Linked DNA regions of Mus musculus: region 2 is linked to region 1. The links are chromatin contacts, called in public Micro-C maps. All regions are on one chromosome and are shown on one strand. Each heading gives the region's core, a stretch centred on a gene start, on an enhancer-like site or on the middle of the called end of the contact. The rest is flanking DNA. Distances are from core to core; before and after follow the strand shown. Region 1 holds the start of Efnb1 (ephrin B1). Region 2 has its middle 44 kb from the start of Gm46674.

The links. A called contact is a pair of places that touch in the nucleus more often than the background predicts.
Region 2: a contact with region 1 is called in a Micro-C map of muscle stem cells, with 7 times the contacts expected there. The contact joins the enhancer-like site here to the promoter of Efnb1 in region 1. A contact is called at or near these places in 10 of 39 promoter capture datasets (the 3T3-L1 cell line, HPC-7-derived erythroid cells, embryonic stem cells and 4 more), 7 of 484 Hi-C or Micro-C datasets (MC3T3-E1-derived osteoblasts, brain, embryonic fibroblasts and 2 more), 5 of 115 datasets of contacts at active chromatin or transcription factors (embryonic hindbrain, embryonic limb bud, embryonic stem cells and 1 more) and 2 of 9 other capture datasets (liver and pancreatic islet).

Annotation. Positions count from the first base shown.
Region 1 is chrX:99,134,733-99,139,036 of GRCm38.p6, reverse strand. It overlaps Efnb1 (ephrin B1), which reads right to left and starts at 2,976. Exons shown (of 5, transcript NM_010110.5): 1 at 2,024-2,976. The coding sequence starts at 2,151.
Region 2 is chrX:99,240,100-99,244,924 of GRCm38.p6, reverse strand. No RefSeq gene overlaps it. Among named protein-coding and RNA genes, the nearest start is that of Gm46674, 44 kb to the right of the region's middle. Within about 2 kb of position 3,059, at least 30 of the 459 cell types and tissues checked have an H3K27ac peak or open chromatin away from gene starts, as enhancers often do. A contact at or near this core is called in muscle stem cells, where this site is marked.

The DNA of each region.
Region 1 (4,304 bases), core at 1,727-4,226:
GTGCCTTGGTCCTGTCCTCCTGCCCTGCACCCTGTGCCAACAAACACAGACATAGACTGCATTCCAGACCCCTGAGCATCGGTGAAATGGGGTCTGGGAACCACCAGGATCAGTCTAAACTGTTCCCAGAATCTGCTCAATTATGGGATAGAATCTAGGCAGGTTCTACTTGAGTCCAAAGTCAGTCCTCTCCAAATCCCCAGGACACCTGTCCTCAGCTTGACGTGGACTGGATAGAGAGCAGAGGGGACACAGCCCTCAAGCTTGGAAACTGCTCTGTGACTCTAAAGGCAGAGAACACATAAAGAGGGGCGCTCCCAGGGATCCTGTTTCTCCCAGCAACCTCAACTCTGCAGGAGGGCTCTTCTCCAGCTGCGGAGCTGCACGGTATCTAGACCCAAGAGAGCAATTAGGTCACTCCCATGAGCTCCTGGGACAGGCTACCCTAGGGGGATTGCAAGTCCCCTAGCTAAAGAGCACTTCCAGCCTTCACCCTTACATCGAAGAACTGGGCACTTCACAAGCTCTTCCCATGGGCTTAACAGTCTAGAGGGTTCCCCCAAACCATTTGAGCCCCAGCAGTGAAGGCACGGTGACCAAACAGGCTTCTGAGTAAGGTAGAAATCCTGGCCAGTCAGCCCCTTTCCTTGTACAGAGGCAAAAACCTCTATCCTGACCCTACTTTAGCCAAGGATCAGTAATGGGATCCTACCTTAACCCAAGGAGAAAACAAGAAGACCTCTTCTCTCACTTTCATCCCTGGGACTCGAGGGGCTAAGGCAGGCAAGAACCTAGGAAGTTAGCAGAGAGCCCACAAGAGTGGACAGGAGGAAATTCCAGAAACAGGAATCTGGGAACAGGTCAAGCGCCTCCCCCTCCCCCTCCCAGGTTTCCACTAACTGTGTTGTCCACAACTGGACTGCCAGAAAATGAGAAGAGAGATTACAACCCTGAGTTCCACGGTGAGTCCTAGATGCCAAAAGAGAAAAAGGTCCAGAGGTCACAACAGCCTAAGCTACTCCCCACCAACAGCCCAGAAACCACTGAGCCACCGCCCTGAAAGGTGTGTGTTGTTTAGAGATGGGAGGGGGCAGAGTTAGGAAGGAGAAGGAGAAGAAAGAAAAGGGCCTCCTTTATATCACTACCCCCAACCATAGGAGAAATCTAAGCATGGCTCTCCAGTCCTTGGGGGGGGGGGGGTTGGACCTGCCTGGACAGGAATCACACGTTCCCCACCCACCTCCCTCGCTGGCTCCACTACCATTCTCAGCCCTGATAGCTCTAGAAGCTCTGGTGCCTAGCTCAACTGGACCCCCGACGGGCACTGGATCGAACCCCCTTCTCAAACAAACCCTCTTCCACTCCGCCCTTCTCCACCCGCCGCCTTTGTGAGCCTGGAAGCAGCGCCCGCCTTTCTACCTCCCCGGCAGAGAGAAATGGGGGGGGGGGGGGAGTGTGCAAGAAGAGACGGCAAAGAGAAAGACAGGGAGGCAAACAGACAGGGAAGAAAGACAAATGAAAATGGGAGAAGCTGGAGAAGATATACAGATGCTGCCACTCGCCCCGGGGCGCTAGGTCCTGAGCCGCCCTGACACCTAAGCAAATGAGGAACCTGTGTTCTGGCCTGGTCCCTTGCTCAGGTCGATCTCACCCCTGGAGTGGCTGTGAGTGAAAACCACCACGTTCCCAGAGGCCCTGGAGTGGGCTGCTTACTCGCCCCCACCCAGCTCTCGGGTGCGCTCTGGAGCGCCCAGACATTCTATATCTGCCTGGTGTGACCAACAGACGCGATCCGGACTTGAGAGTAGGGCCAAACCGAAGGATCGAAACGCAGCTAAGTGCCCCCACCCCACCCTTCCGCACCCTACCCCGACTGCCCGCAAGAAAACACTAGAAAAGGCCAGATATAAAATAGGGCGCCGCACCTCCTACGGACAACCCCCCCCACGCACTTGGGGGTGCACGACCTCACCCCGAAGAAGTGCCTCCCACCCCCAGGGACCAGAGTAGATAAGTTACTCACTTAGGGTTAAGAGAGCTCCAGGACACGGGCTCCAGGTTCTTGGCCAACGGCGTGGCAAGCCGGCACAGCGTCAGCACGACCATAGCCACAAGCCACTTGCTGAGCCAACGCTGCCCAGGCCGGGCCATTTTCCCCGGGGCAGAATGCACTTCAGGATCCCCTAGCGCCTCCTCAGCAAAGCTCGCCTCGCCTGCCCGTGCCGCGCAGCGCTCGGAGCCACTCAGGCGCCCATCCTCCGCAGCCGCCGGCCTTGAAGCACTCCCCTCCCGCTGGCCTCGGGGTCGCTCTCCTTCGCCCGGCTGGCCAGGAGGACTCACTGGGCAGGCGTCCCCAACCCGCGCATGGGCTGCGGCCTCCGAGGACTTTCTTCCCTGGCCTCTCCGCCGCACGAGGCGCGACGGGGGCTCGCCGCCCCCGAGTGATCCCGCCGGATTCCGCTCGGCTCTCCCAGATTGTTTGAGACTGCAAGTCCTCTCCCCGATCGGGTCTCCCTGAAGAGCGCTCAGTGGCTGCCCCGACGCCTCGACCGTCCTGGGATTGACGCCTCTGGGAAGAAGAGGCGGGTTGTCTCCCAACAATGCGAGCTCGGTCCCCAGGCTCCCGACTGGGTCCCCCTAACACGGACTCCGTTCCTCCGGGCCACAGTGGGACTCCGCGCCGGCGCGTCCCACGACAGCTTCTACTTTAGCACCGGCCCTTCTCAGTATACTTAAAAGGCTAGTACGGCCCTGCCGAGCAAATCAGTCCCGTCGATTTGCACCTCTGAAGCCTCGGCCGGGTAGCCCGGCAGCCCGGTCGCCAAGTCCTTAATCCCCGGCGATTGAGCCCGAGTGTCTGCAGTCAGTGCGAATCACACACACCCCCCACTGCTGTCCAGCGCGCATAGACTCCCTCCGCTGCCGCTGAGCTTTCTACTCTCCTGCTCAGGCGAGCACAAGGCCAACCCTGCTCCTTCGAACCAATAGAAAGCTCTGTGACGGGGTCCTTGCCCCATACCACGCCCACAGAGCAGGAAGGGGTGGGGCTTCGGGGAGCTCATAAGGACGCTGCTCTCTCGATGGCACGAATCTGAATGTGCGGCTCTTGCGGTTATGCCTCTGTCCCGCTTAGTCTGGTTCCCAGGGAGTTCTAGGGAAGTTGGCGCTTCCCAAAAGCTGCTGGCCTGCTCTCATGCACACCCGGTCAGCACCCGGCCCACTGACCTAGAGCAGACAAACCCTGTCCCAAGTACCTCCAGAAAGCACCGTCCTTGTGTTCTTTTTATACACACAAACACACCCCACATGCGCATACTCGCGTACCAGCCCCAGAATCCCACTCGGTGCCCACTTCTGTCAGCCTGCCTGCTCCCAGTCCAGTCACTACCTACACTCTGTTGGACCCCGTCTTCCTGTCCTCGTAATGCACTCCTTTTTTGCATTGACCACGACAAGAGTCTATTAGACTATTAGAGGTTAGAGCTATGGGCAGTGGAGACTCAGAAAAAGTATTGTGTCCAAAGGGGAGGAGGAATTTATTTGCATCTAGTGAACCAAGCCTTTAAAATTTTCATCTTCGAGAGCGAGCCCTTTGAGACCCTCCACCCCAAACTCCAGGCACACAGATTTAGTCAGTCCTGTCTGAAGGCATACGAAAGGGCCAGGAGCAGGCAAGTAGGGACGAGAGGTCACAAACTGTACAGAAAGCTCTAGGACAGGGGAGAAAGGAGCAGAAGAGAAGCCTTTTGAAAGAGCAAAAGCAGGCATCTGGGCCCTGAGATTCCGGACTCCAGCCTTTCCCGGCCTCGGCCTCACCATCTGGGTCTTTGTCTCCCAGCACTGGCCCATTCTCTCCGCCCCTCCTTGTCTCTTTGCTTATAATTTGGCTCAATCCCATAGCTCAGACCCTCCCGGTCTGACCTACTCGCTTTTCTCAGGTCCCAGCGGACGTACCCACGTGCTAATGTCTCCCCCTGCTGGCCTTCTATAGACTTGCGGGCTCCCGGGATAAGCGGAGGCCTCCCACCTAGAGCCTGCTGAGCAAGTCTGGCACTCAAAGCGCTCAGAGGTAGGCATGGCAGTAGCAAGAGCCGGCCACTGGCCACTCATGTAAGAAAGGTGGGAAAGATCTGGGCTTGGGGACTTCAAAGGTTAGAAAGGCTTCCTATATTCGCGCCCCTCCTTTTTCTCCTCCTCGCTGCCTCCTCTTTTCTTTTTGTAATGAATCGGGTTCTAACTTTAGACTTACTAGGCAAGGTAAGAAGGACCAAAGAACCAAATTCCAGTTCCTTCTTGTTGCTTCT
Region 2 (4,825 bases), core at 1,810-4,309, 110 kb before region 1:
AATGTGGGCACACTTGGTGGAGTCACTAGGTTGTAAACCAAGCTTGTTGTGAAAGAAAGGATGAATTTACTAAACAGTTGGTGTGTGTTTCCTTGGGCCAGTCAGCTAGACTCTGAGCTGTAGGGTGTTTTCCTCTTAGCATCAGAGTGAAGACCACATATCTAGAGCCAGACTGCTACTTTAAACTCTAGGCTTGGCTTTTACCTTAGTGTGTAATCTTGGATAAGTGAGTTAACCTGTATAAACCTTAGTTTCAGTACAAGAAGACAGAGGTTTATAACACTGCCTACCTAGCTCACAGCACGGGCTAGAGGATCAAATGACTGAATGTACACAAAGCTCTTAGGCTAGATGAACAAATGATACAGGTTAGCATTGTTGTAGCACCATGTAAGTGGCGGCTGCTGGTTTTGCTCTTGTGCAGTGAGAAACACATCCCTACTGCCCAGGATTGTGGGAGGAGTGTGTGAGACAGGGCTCTGTGGACTACTGATACTCTCCAAAAAGAATAAGGTACTGATAGGTATGAATCGCATGCCTTTGGTCTCAGCACTTAGAGGGATGAAGAGTTTGGATATAGGCTGGACCACACAGAAAGTTCTATATGAGTCTAGGATGAATAAAAAGACTGCCTCAAAAGTCACACAGATACACACACACACACACACACACACACACACACACACACACACACACGCACCGAGCGCGCATGCACAGACGCATGTACTCAAGTGCGCCCCAAGGAATGAAGGGAACTGGTGAAGGAAGATGCTGCTGGTTGGATTTGGAGGCTGAGGAGGATCTAGAGCTACAGCTTGAGCATAAAGGGCTCCATGCAACAGCTTAAGGCCTTTTCTGCCTTGGAATTGGTCAGAGGCTTACTCTCAAGTCTCACCAGGCTTCCTCCTGTCCCCTAGCCTTTGAATTGGCTGTTTCTCTGCCCTGAACACACTTCCCTAGACAGTGGTAAGTCCACCTCCTTGCATCCTTAAAGTCTTTGCTCAGATATTGCTTCCTCTGAGAGGCCCGACCACACTTGGGTAATTCTGCGTCCCACCTCACCTCCAGCATCCCGCTTAGATTCCTTTCTGTATTGTCTAAAACATGCCCCCACCTTTCCAGACTAAATACTGTGCTTGCCACTTGCTATAGGATGGAGTACTTTGGGTGCTCTGCTGCCCTACTGCTAGCTCCTCTAGTGCAGAAGTTCCCTATGACTTTGTACAGGACAAGAGTGTTTTGTATGGATACGTGTCATGCCAAGAGCTCCTTGGGATCATAGGTAAGTATGGGGGTGCAAAGAGAGTTGGGGGCTAACCATTGGATGTGTCTGTAAAGGATGCCTAAAGGCCAGTCCCATATTAGTGACAGATGGAGGGTGGAGCTGAGACACGGACACACACAGGAGAACAGGAATGTGGCCGCTGGCCTGTGAATGGACTGACTCCCAGGTCTTGGCACATGCCAAGCCAAGTCCAGGCATGAGGACTGTTTGCCAAGGGTGTGTCTGCCAAGTTGATTGAATTTAGGGTAAAGGAATCATTCAAAGCTAATACCCTGGGCTTGAGCATAGGCCACCAAGAAATTAAATGGAAAGTGCTCGTGTTAGAAACCTAGAGGCAGCTCTGAGCGGGCATCAGCTTTGGTACTCTGCATGCGCTTCCTGCTTCCTCAGTCTGAAGCCTCCCATGCCCCACTGAGCCTGGCCTTTCTGGTCTCACTTGTACGTACTGCAACTCCACCACCTGGAAAAGTGGATCCGCAGGCCCAAGGAAGCCAGCAATTGGCTCAGCTTCTCTCCTCCCTTCTCCTCCTGCTCAACACTCCCTTCTTCGTCTGAGTCAACCTCCCCCTTTTTCTCCCCTCTCCTATATTTCTCCTCTTCGGGTGCCTGTCCTTGCCTTCCTATCCTGGTGAGCCAATAGCTCGGATTGAAGCACAAGAACGGAGGACCTGCAGGCTAAGGGTGGGGTGGGAACCTCGTTCCAGTTCACCTGAAATTGGAAAATGCAGCATTTGAGCTAAAAAGCACTAGGAAAAGACCTGGGGATTCACGGATTTTGAGCCATATAGGCCACAGTCTTCCAACAGACATATATACCGAGTGGCTCATAGTGTCCCTTCACCACACACCAGAGCTGTGACACTAGAATCCATGAGCACACCTCTGTCACACTTGCATCATGTCTCTACCAGAGCACTTCTACCACAGAGGACATAACATCAGATCTCAGACCACTAACACTCACCTCCTACACACACATACCATAGCAATGCTACTCCCACAGTAGTGTACTACACTGCGTGATGATGTCAACCCTCTGCTACGTAACACCTAGCATAAGTGTTCTACACTCTTGGAGCACTGCAACAGCCCGACAAAAGCTGTGGTCACATCAGCAGTTCCTAACAGATATACAACACATGCATCGTTCCCTGCCTTGCCCCTCTGTAGTCCTATATATGCACAGACATGGACACACACACACATACACACACACCCTTAGACAGACAGATACACGCACACACACAGACAAATATGCACACACACACACACACACACACACACACACACACACACAGAAGCACACATGCATGCACACAGCCAGAGAGACAGAGACAGAGACAGATGGAGAGAAGAGACAGAAAGACAGACAGAGAGATTGCCTCGCTTTATAGCTTGGCTATTTGGCCATATGTCCCTAGCTGGCTCCAGAGAACTGCTGAGCTAGTAGTCGCCATTTCCTAGAAGGCTGTGGATTTGGCCTCAGCTGATCAAACACATGCTAGGAGGTCCACGTTTGAACTCGGCTCCAGGGGTGGCTGGTATGTGGTCCCCACCAATGAACTGCAGGCAGCAGCTGGCTGCTGTGGGACACCCCACAGGGAGGGGCTGATGTGACTGAGCTTAGTGGGTGGGGGCCAGGCAGGGCCCAAGCTGACTTGTTGGGGTGAGGGGGCGTCCAGAGTTCAGGCGGCTGGTGGCTGGGAGGGGGACTCAGGAATGCCTCGGCAGCAGGGGCCTGAGATAGAAGCTGAGTCATGAGGTAAGAAGAGAGGCTGTGGTGGAAAGACAGGAAGTAGGGTGGAGGGGAAAGAAAGGCTGTGAGGGGGATCTTGAGGCTCGTCCAGGCTCTTCCCTCAGGAAATGACAGGCAGGGATTGGGAAGGGAGGCAGAGAGAGCCAACTCTGGAGACAGGCATAGGACAAGGACTGGGAATGCAGACTTGAAAGATGAGTACAAGGTCAGGGGCGGAGGCTGAGTCCTGAGCCTAGCGGCCCAGATGTGAGGGTGGATAATTAGAATCTGGTCAGGAGGAAGATCACTGTAAGAACTTATGGTATACCATGGTTGTGGACTAAACCACCGGAGAGTGCCATGGTTCAAACTCCAAACATCACCTACAGGCTGGAACACTTGGAACAAGGCTGTGGAGCCTTTAGGAGGTGGAGCCTAGCTGGTGGAAACAGATAACTGGGCACAGCAAGTCTGTCTTTTCTGCTTTTGGCTCTGCTTGCTATGAGGAGCTGCTGCCACGGGCTCCTGGTGCCACAGATGGGACCACTTCCACCACCATTGCCTTCCAGGCCATGATAGGCTGTACCTTTTGGAACCAGGATCCAAAGAAAGAAAGAAACAAACAAAAGTCCTTCCTTCTTTTAGGGACTCTGGTCACAGCAAGCTCTACAACTGCAACAGATGGGAAAACAAGAAAGGAGAGCGTATGTCAGAAAAACCTACTAACTGGGTTGTTCACATCCTGCAAACAAAGGGGGACCTTACACACTTGTTGCTGTCAAGATTCCCAACTCAGCAAAAACCCCACCTCTGCCTTCAGGTTACCAAGACAGCCATGGCCCATAGCTTCCTGTGGCAGGCAGGGCAGGATTCCCAACTTCAGATACTGGTCAACTCAACTTCTGACCTCAGTAGGACCAAAATGTGGGAAGATGAAAGGGAGGCCCCTGCCCTGTAGGGGTTGCCATCTTGTTCAAGCAGTCCCCAGGCAGTTGACTCAAAGCTCATAATTGATGTATTTACGTGTGGCTCATGTAAAGGGACCTAAGTGAACTTCCCCATCCCTCTCCACCCACGCTGAACATGTGGAAACCTTAGAGCCAGGCTTCAGTTTTATGTCCCCAGCCATCCCTGAATGCTTTGGTGTTGCTATGCCCCAGGAGGCAGACCCTCTGAGTCGGGAGCCAACCCAGTCTCCAAGGCCCAAACCTCTTGCTCTCCTCCTCCCTCCAGGACTGAGTTCATACCACCCACACAGAGCCGGCCCTTGGTACTTCCTGAAGCATGAGCTCATTTGAGTCCCACAACAATCCTGCAAGGCGAGCAGAGAAGACACTATTATCCCTACATCCCGGTGAGGAAACTGAGGCCCAGAGAGCTAAAACAATTACCACAGTCACACCAGCAATTCCACCACAGACTCCAGATCCAGTACTGAGACTGGAAGGGTTGCCAGGACTATTTGGTGCTAAAATGTGGATTTTTCTTTTCTTTTCTTCTGTGTCTGTATGTTTATTAGCTCTCAGATGACATAAGGAGACGAAAGGTTTGGACCTTGGTGGAAGACCACTCAGGGCATTAGGCCATGTCAACTGTCTTCTGAAAGGGGTAGGGATTGAGGAAAGAGATGGGTGCTTCTTTAACATGTACTAAGTGCCAGGCACTGCAATGGATGCCCGCTCTGTGTTGTTTTTCCAAGTCCTTATAAAGCTCAGTGTAATAGACTCATTGTCCTGAAGGGGACATGGAAGTTCAGAAAATGATATCACTAGTTCTGAATTCACACAGTGAATATAAGTTAAGAG